Regions from separate parts of the Triticum aestivum genome. Here region 1 is linked to region 2. A link is a contact called in public Hi-C data. All regions are on one chromosome and are shown on one strand. Each heading gives the region's core, a stretch centred on a gene start, on an enhancer-like site or on the middle of the called end of the contact. The rest is flanking DNA. Distances are from core to core; before and after follow the strand shown. Region 1 holds the start of LOC123096043 (CBS domain-containing protein CBSX3, mitochondrial). Region 2 holds the start of LOC123096041.

Region 1 (3,940 bases), core at 561-3,060, 150 kb after region 2:
CGCAGCACACGATGTTGGGAAACACTAAACTGAATAGAATGTGAAAAGGAGGTGAAGTACATATGAGGAAAAAGATGGGACTTTAGTAATGACATGTAACTCAACTGCGGAAGTTTGCACTAAAATGAACCAAGGCTAAAAGCAAGTTTTTCCCAAGTTCACAAGTTTTTTGGATTAGGTAATTTGCCTTCTCGGAACCGGGGCCAGAACCAAAGTACTCCCTCCGTCCCATAATATAAGAGTGTTAATGTCAAAAACGCTCTTATATTATGGAACGGAGGGAGTACATGGTAAGAAAATTACAGCACAGGAGGAAGGTGAACAATTACATGACTTCAATATGTGGGATTGGCTAAAACTAAGGATGCTGTCAGACAAAGCAAAGAGACTAGTTCATAACCATACGATGGCAGTTGACTATAACAGAGAATAAAAAAATGTGAAAGAGTGGATAAGTGGAAGCATTTGCTCAATAATGTAGCTGTGCTCACCATTCAACATAAACAAACAAACCTATCTCCATCCTACAGGAAGCACCACATCAAATTAGAGCTAGTTCCTACTTCCTAGTGTGCTTATGCCGTGAAAAGGATGCCGAGCTTATCTATCATTTTGTACACTAGCCACTAATACCGGAGAAAAGTGATTTATGCACAGAAAAATCGGTCGAATTAGTCCTCAATTTTTCTTTTGTTGAATCATCTGTTAGAACTGAACCCGGCACGTCAGCATAGCCACGTAGCATGTCCTGCCCACTAATCAATTTCATTTGGACTTATATATACTTTAGAGAACCCACTATCAATATGTCCACCCACCCTACTTGATGTGATGTGTTAACGCAACATCTTTATATGTCTCTGGCAGGACGTTTCAGAGTTTAGCAAACTAGGAGCATTTATTCATGTCACAATCAAAGAAATAAGGAATCACCAACGAAGAGGGAATCCAACTGACGCCTTTCACCCGGAACACTGAGCTATATGCACTCCCAAGGTGCTCGATTCGGCGCTATGGACTCGCTCCCGGCTCAAGAACCGAACGAACAACCGGATCACGCACCACAAAACAAGAGGGACACGCATGCCTTGAAGGAATCCTAGAACCAAATAACTTGTATTTCTTCTACTTGTGCAACCACGAACTGATTATGAAATGAAACACTCGCTAATCTGGACAGACAAAACTAAGGAAACCAGGAAAGGAAACAGATCAAGCGCAACAGAAGAAATCACAGAAAGAATGAAACGTACTTTCCGGTCACGGCTTTCCGCCTCCTTTCAGCGTCTCTTTCCTCTGCTAAATCTAAGGTGAACAGTAGCCGGGTAGCAGAATGAGATGAAAAACAACAGATCGTGGAGAAACCTAGAGGAACAACGCCGGGAGCACACTCATCTGACCCTTCTGCTCGCTTCAAGATGACAGCACGCACTGTAGACGCATTTCTTTCAGAACTAATACCTCCACAGATCGGTCATGAACTAGGCAGCTAGTACTACGGATCGACCCATCGCATGGATTTGGTTGGACCGGAGGAAGGGGGAGGAGGAGAGGCCGCTTTACCTGCGTGGCCGCGGGACTGAGCTTCGGTTCTGGGAGGAGCAGCGAGTTGCGGGGAGGAAGAAGATGGGGGAGGGACACTTGTGATGCTGGGAGGCAATGGTGGGGGGTGACGAGCGCTAATTAAAGCGACACTCCGCTGCTCTCGCGGTGAGGTGGTGGAGGCATGTGAGGGCACTCGGTCTTATCCACACGGCCCTGTTTGCCCTGCACTTTTGGTTCCATTCTCTTTTGTTTAACCTTTTGTTTTGGACTTTCGGTTCTCCAGCTGGTACTCTACTCTGCTCAGTTTCTTGTAAACAATCACGCAACTGGGGCGTGCCAGAAATGACAGGATGCACACGGACTCGTATGCACTTCTCCGTTTCTCCGTTTCTTTTGCCAACAATCTCACTTTATTTCGGTGGCAAAAAGACTATCGCTTAATTTGTTAGCCAAGTAGCACTAACTCCCGGTTTATTGATCCCTTTTGTATTTTGTGTCAAATGTTGATTATAGATTTAAATAATAAAATGTTAATGCATATCATTTTCATTGGATTCGTACTTGAATATAGTTTCCTATAATATTGTTTTTGTTATGTATAGCTTATATTTTATTAGTTAAAATCGTAATCAAAATGTAATTCTGAATACGAGGTGACTAATAAATCAAGACGGAGATAGTATAAGAGCATCTCTAGCATATGTGCTATCCCGCTGTCGGTCCATAAATTTGTGGGTTCTTTAGCGTTTCCGGGCCGAAATAGATGTTGTATATTTGCATTGGCTCGTAAAAATTATACGGGCGGCCAGCATACCGCCCCCTCCGCCGTGTACCGGGGGGGGGGGGGGGCGTTGTTTTAGGGTTCCCGTCTCAGATCGATTCCACCCCCCTCTGCCACAATCCTCTTCCCGTTTGCCACCGTCTATTCTTAGTTGTCGCAAGCTCATCCAGTCGCCCCCCTCCCCCCTCCAACCGTCCTGCCGTCGAGCCATGGCGCTCGGCGCATGCGCGCAACGGCGGGAACCACGCGTGGCATCGCTTCGACGAGATCCACGAGGCGCTCTAGTCATCGACGAAGAAGCTCCGTGAGGCGGAGGTCGCGCGCTTCGAGTCGAAGAAGGTGTTGGAGGCCGGCGAAGAGGGCGCAGCCGCACGCTTCGAGGCGGACGCAGAGTACGAGCTCGCCTACAGCCTCTACCGCCCCGACTGCGAGTTCTACCTCGGCGTGAAGCCGTGAGCCGCCGACGGCCCTCCGTCGTTTCTAGTTTTAAAGTTTAGTTTAGTTTGTTTGTGATGAACTCCGGTGAGGTTCGGACTTTCTATTTTAGCGGTAACTTGTTTTAGTTGAAGTTTTGAAATTTACGGTATCATATCCGGCATCTGTTCTGCGTCGGAGATAAACTGCCCACAAAATCGATTTAGGGCGAACCATAAATCGATTTTGCGGGGAGGGGATTTAGCACATCTGCTAGAGATGCTCTAAGGGCGTCTGCACACCGACCCTCAAAGCGCCAGCATCAGTCCAGACCAAGCGTTCAGAAAGTGTTTTGTCATCCAAGATGGACCTGTATCGGTCTACCAACCCGTCCGGACACGCTTTTTCCCTCAAATTGGAAGCAAACTGAGAGGGGGGCTTTACGAAAGTCTAGACCGTCGCCACGTAGGACTCCGACACCCCGGCCCACTCAAATCCCCCTCTCAGTTCCATTCTCTTCCACTTCTCCTTCGATGCCGCTGATGTACCTCTTTGGTCACCACTACGGCACCGTCCACCCAGGATCCGTCCGTAGCCATGTGGGACAACATGATTCATCCATGAAAAACTTGTTGAACATCTGGTTTATCTCGTTGAATTTGAACTATTTCTCATTGAATTTGAATTATTGTTGTACTAGACTTATTTGCATGTTATGTATGGATGATTGCTACCTCTTGAGCACTGCGTTGGTTTTCTCTTGAAGAGGAAAGGGTGATGCAGCAAAGTAGCGTAAGTATTTCCCTCAGTTTTTGAGAACCAAGGTATCAATCCAGTAGGAGACCACGCACGAGTCCCTCGCACCTACACAAACAAATTAATCCTCACAACCAACGCGATAAGGGGTTGTCAATCCCTACACGGTCACTTACGAGAGTGAGATCTGATAGATATGATAAGATAATTTTTTTGGTATTTTTACGATAAAGATGCAAAGTAAAGAAAGTAAAATAAAAACGACGCTAGGAATAACTTGTTGACGTGAGATTAATATGATGGAAAATAGACCCGGGGGTCATAGGTCTCACTAGTGGCTTCTCTCATGAGCATAAATATTACGGTGGTGAACAAATTACTGTTGAGCAATTGACAGAATTGAGCATAGTTATGAGAATATCTAGGTATGATCATGTATATAGG
Region 2 (3,913 bases), core at 754-3,253:
CGTGTGCGGTGCCCCCCTCCCCCATATTACACCTCGATAATACCGTGGCGGAGCTTAGGCGAAGCCCTGCGTCGGTGGAACATCATCATCGTCACCACGCCGTCGTGCTGACGAAACTCTCCCTCAACACTCGGCTGGATCGGAGTTCGAGGGACATCATCGAGCTGAACGTGTGTAGAACTTGGAGGTGCCGTACGTTCGGTACTTGATCGGTCGGATCGTGAAGACGTACGACTACATCAACCGCGTTGTGATAACGCTTCCGCTGTCGGTCTACGAGGGTACGTGGACAACACTCTCCCCTCTCGTTGCTATGCATCACCATGATCTTGCGTGTGCGTAGGAATTTTTTTGAAATTACTACGTTCCCCAACAATTTGCTCATGGGTGTAGAAACTCCACGTCCTGAAGTCTAACCCTTTTTTCAATGCGTTGGCATGTCATACAACATTAAATCATTTTTTTGCGAGAAATACAACATTAAATCATTAGAAGCAAGTAAAGACCAATACATTGTATAGGTAGTTTATTATAACTTATCATATTAGAGACATAGAGAGGGCACTTATTTCTTTCTTTCTTGTAATAATTATAAGTAAGGGCAACAAACTCAACAGAATAACTTTAATTAAAATCATCATGAGCACGACCGGGCTGCAACCTCAATGCCTCTATAGTTTTTTTTTTGACGAAAGACTCAATGCCTCTATAGTGTAGTTAGAAGAATTAAAGAAACAAGATAGGACTGACATATGTGAGAGCAACATGTCCTTGTATTTGTATCATACTTCCTTCAAAATGTCTAGATACAGCCTTTGAACAACAACTAATTCCGGACGAAGGAAGTACTCCCTCCGTCCCAAAATTCTTGTCTTAGATTTGTCTAAATACGGATGTATCAAGTCATGTTTTAGTATTACATACATCCGTATCTAGACTAATCTAAGATAAGAATTTTAGGACGGAGTAATACATAACAGTAGCTAATTCATTTCATGTATTTCTACCAAATGGGCACGGCGACCATAAGCATAGCAAGCTTCAGATGACATCGGGTGTGTTAAAGTCGCAATGTTCGCCGGTTACAAATTATGAAAAATAAAATCGCATTGATAAATATAGTACTAGTATTTTTATTCAATTGCAAGCGGTCTGTTGAAGATTAAAAATTGTTTCCCGCAAAAAAAGGAAGATTAAAAATTGCATACGGGCGACACGATACTAGCCTCCGCGTTGCGTTTAGATCACTGCTACAGAGGGAGTAATAACGTGCGTCCATGGCTGGATTGTCGATTCAACGTGGTGCAGCCCCCTTTCAAAATGACCAAAATAGGGGTCTTGGTTAATTCGTCTTTGGCAGAAGTTTGTTGGACCATCACGCATACAAAACAAGTGCTTCCTCGAACTTTTGCACCAGTCCTTCACTGGGCGCATCGACATGGAAACCGCACGTCCGATTGCAAAATGAACACGTCAATAAAAATGGAAAATGGAAACGCGACGCGAGAGAGCCCGTGCCTCACGTGGGCCAGCCGGGTCCGCGCACGCCTGGAGAGAGCACGACGCGGTGGCACCGGAATCACGAGGGAAACGAGACGCGCGCGGGCGACCACCGACCTCCCAGGCCCACGAGGCCTCGTCACGCACGTCGCGAGGCGCACAGCCGCACACGGCGCATCCGACGTGTCGCCCGGCGCCGACCTGGCCCCCCACCCCCGCGGGCAAACCCCCTTCCCGCCTCGCGCCCGCTGCGTGCCGGAGCGTGCCCCGGCTCGCGCCCCACGCTCCCATCCCCCACCACCACACCAAACACGGATCCCAGCCAATCACACACCAGTGTCACCCCGCAGGGATGCCCACAGACACGATCTCGGCGCAGCGGATCCCAAAACAGCGTCCACGTCGGACGCCACGGGGGCGGAAGCGTGTGAAGCGAGGCAGGCAAGTCGTTACGGCTCGGAATCCTCTACCGTGCAGGCTTCCCCTTCCTCCATCTCGGACCTATTTGTACGCGCAACTCACGCTTGACGCCGCCGCAAAGCGCGAGCCCGCCCCGTCGAGTGCAGCTGCCATCGTCGTCATCTATTTACCACCGACCGATCCCCGGAGCCGTCCGTCCGTCAGACCGAAGGGCGTCGCTCGCGCGAAGAGGAGGTCGCGCGCCGGTCGATGGCGGCAGCGGCGGCAACCTCCGTGCGGGGGTGCGGCCCGGCGTCGGCGTCGTCGGTGGGGCTCTCGCCGCGTCGGGCGGTGCAGCGGTCGTCCTTCCTGCCGGCCCTGCCGCGGCGGGCGTCGTCCGTGCGCCCGCTGCGGGCCGCGGTCGCGGACGCGCCGTACCGGGGGCTGGAGCTCCGGCGGGAGGGGCGGGATGAGGCGGGGCTGCTGGAGGCCGTGATCGGGGGCGACGGCGAGGAGGTGGAGGAAGTGGTCGGGGAGGAGAGGGTGGAGGGGTGGATGCGGGAGTCGATCGCGGAGATCGTGCGGCACGTCGGGGAGGCGCCGTTCCTGGTGCACCTGTTCAGCGACGGGCGGGAGGGCGTCACGGTGCGGCGCGAGCCGGCCTCGGCGGAGGCCTGGCCCGACGTGCGGCGCCGCTGGGGCCCGGGCGGCCAGCGCCGGCCCGACGGCATCATCCTGGTCGAGCAGGTGGCCGCCGCGGCGGTGGAGGACGGCGCCGAGGCGGCGCGCCAGGTGTGGGGCCTGGTGGTGCAGGCCCGCGGGATGGAGTGCGCCGCCTGCTACGTCCTCGACACCTGCCGCGTCCGCTCGCCCTCCGGCTTCTGCACCCACTTCTGCCTCGCCCGCGCGCAGTGCTTCGGCGAGCCCCTCGAGCTCCAGCTCCGCAACGCCTGGCTCAACCGCCTCTCCGGCAACCACCGACGATAGCCGCCGCCTCCGCCACCGATGTACCACTACTAGCATAGACCTCCGCCATTGATGCGATTGCCTCCGGTTCGGCTGGGAAGAACGGACCGATCGAAGCATGAAGATTCATCGGGAAGCAAGCAAGAACCCCATTGATCGATGATTCTTTTCTTGCTTTCCGCTCTAGCTTTTCCCCTTGGCGCGATATGGGCGTATCGTGATCGAGTAATTGGAATCGCGAACCCCGCCCGCGTTTGAACATGTACAGATTACTGATTGTATTGCTTGATTATGAATTGAAAAGGAACTATTGATCATGAAATTCTACTTGTTCTTGGTTCGGTGCGACTGAAGTTAGTTAGTTACTTGATTGATGCGTCTCAGTTATGCCATGGATGATCGAACAGAATGCGATCACGACGGCAATGCGTCTCAGTGACGGCTCGAATATTCCGATGCGAGTAGGCTGCCGTCGGCGGCAACTGAGACTCGGTACGTCTCCTCGAGTAATTTAAAGTGGAGTAGGATTTGCTGATGAAGAGTGTGAGACATAATTAATGGCACGAACGTGGATTGCCGGGCCCATTCCGGATCCTTTTCATGCTACAGCGTTCGCAGTAGGTCGCGTCCGGTCCAATGATGACGACGACATGATTAACATGATTACGACACTTCTCAAAAACATGATTAGTTAGAAATTGATTAGGGCATTTCTAACTGATTTCCAATAACCGGTTAGAGGAGACCGGAACCTAACCGATCGCTGTAGATCATAGTGGAATATAAAATTTACTTGGCCGCCGCAAATCTTCCTATATTTATTTCATCGCTCGGCGGCCGAGTAAGAAAATCTCCTCCTATCTTCCTTTCTCTGCCTCCTCTTCTTCCCCTCTCCCTGCTGCCAGCACGTCCCCTACCCTTCCCAACTGCCCCTTCTCTTCCCAATGGCCGGATGAGGTGGCTGGAGGTCCCCACCGCGGATCCACGCCGCCACGCTCGAGGGTCGTCGTCTTGCGGCGCATCCTCGAGCCGCCGCCGCTCGTCCGAT

The links. Hi-C and Micro-C count contacts between places; a contact is called where the count stands out from the background.
Region 1: a contact with region 2 is called in a Hi-C map of leaf, with 2.3 times the contacts expected there. The contact joins the promoter of LOC123096043 here to the promoter of LOC123096041 in region 2. A contact is called at or near these places in 2 of 5 Hi-C or Micro-C datasets (both in leaf).

What each region holds. Positions count from the first base shown.
Region 1 is chr4D:41,796,830-41,800,769 of IWGSC CS RefSeq v2.1, forward strand. It overlaps LOC123096043 (CBS domain-containing protein CBSX3, mitochondrial), which reads right to left and starts at 1,811. Exons shown (of 6, transcript XM_044517626.1): 1 at 1,564-1,811.
Region 2 is chr4D:41,651,100-41,655,012 of IWGSC CS RefSeq v2.1, forward strand. LOC123096041 reads left to right here and starts at 2,004. Exons shown (of 1, transcript XM_044517625.1): 1 at 2,004-3,187. The coding sequence starts at 2,170. The coding sequence ends at 2,886.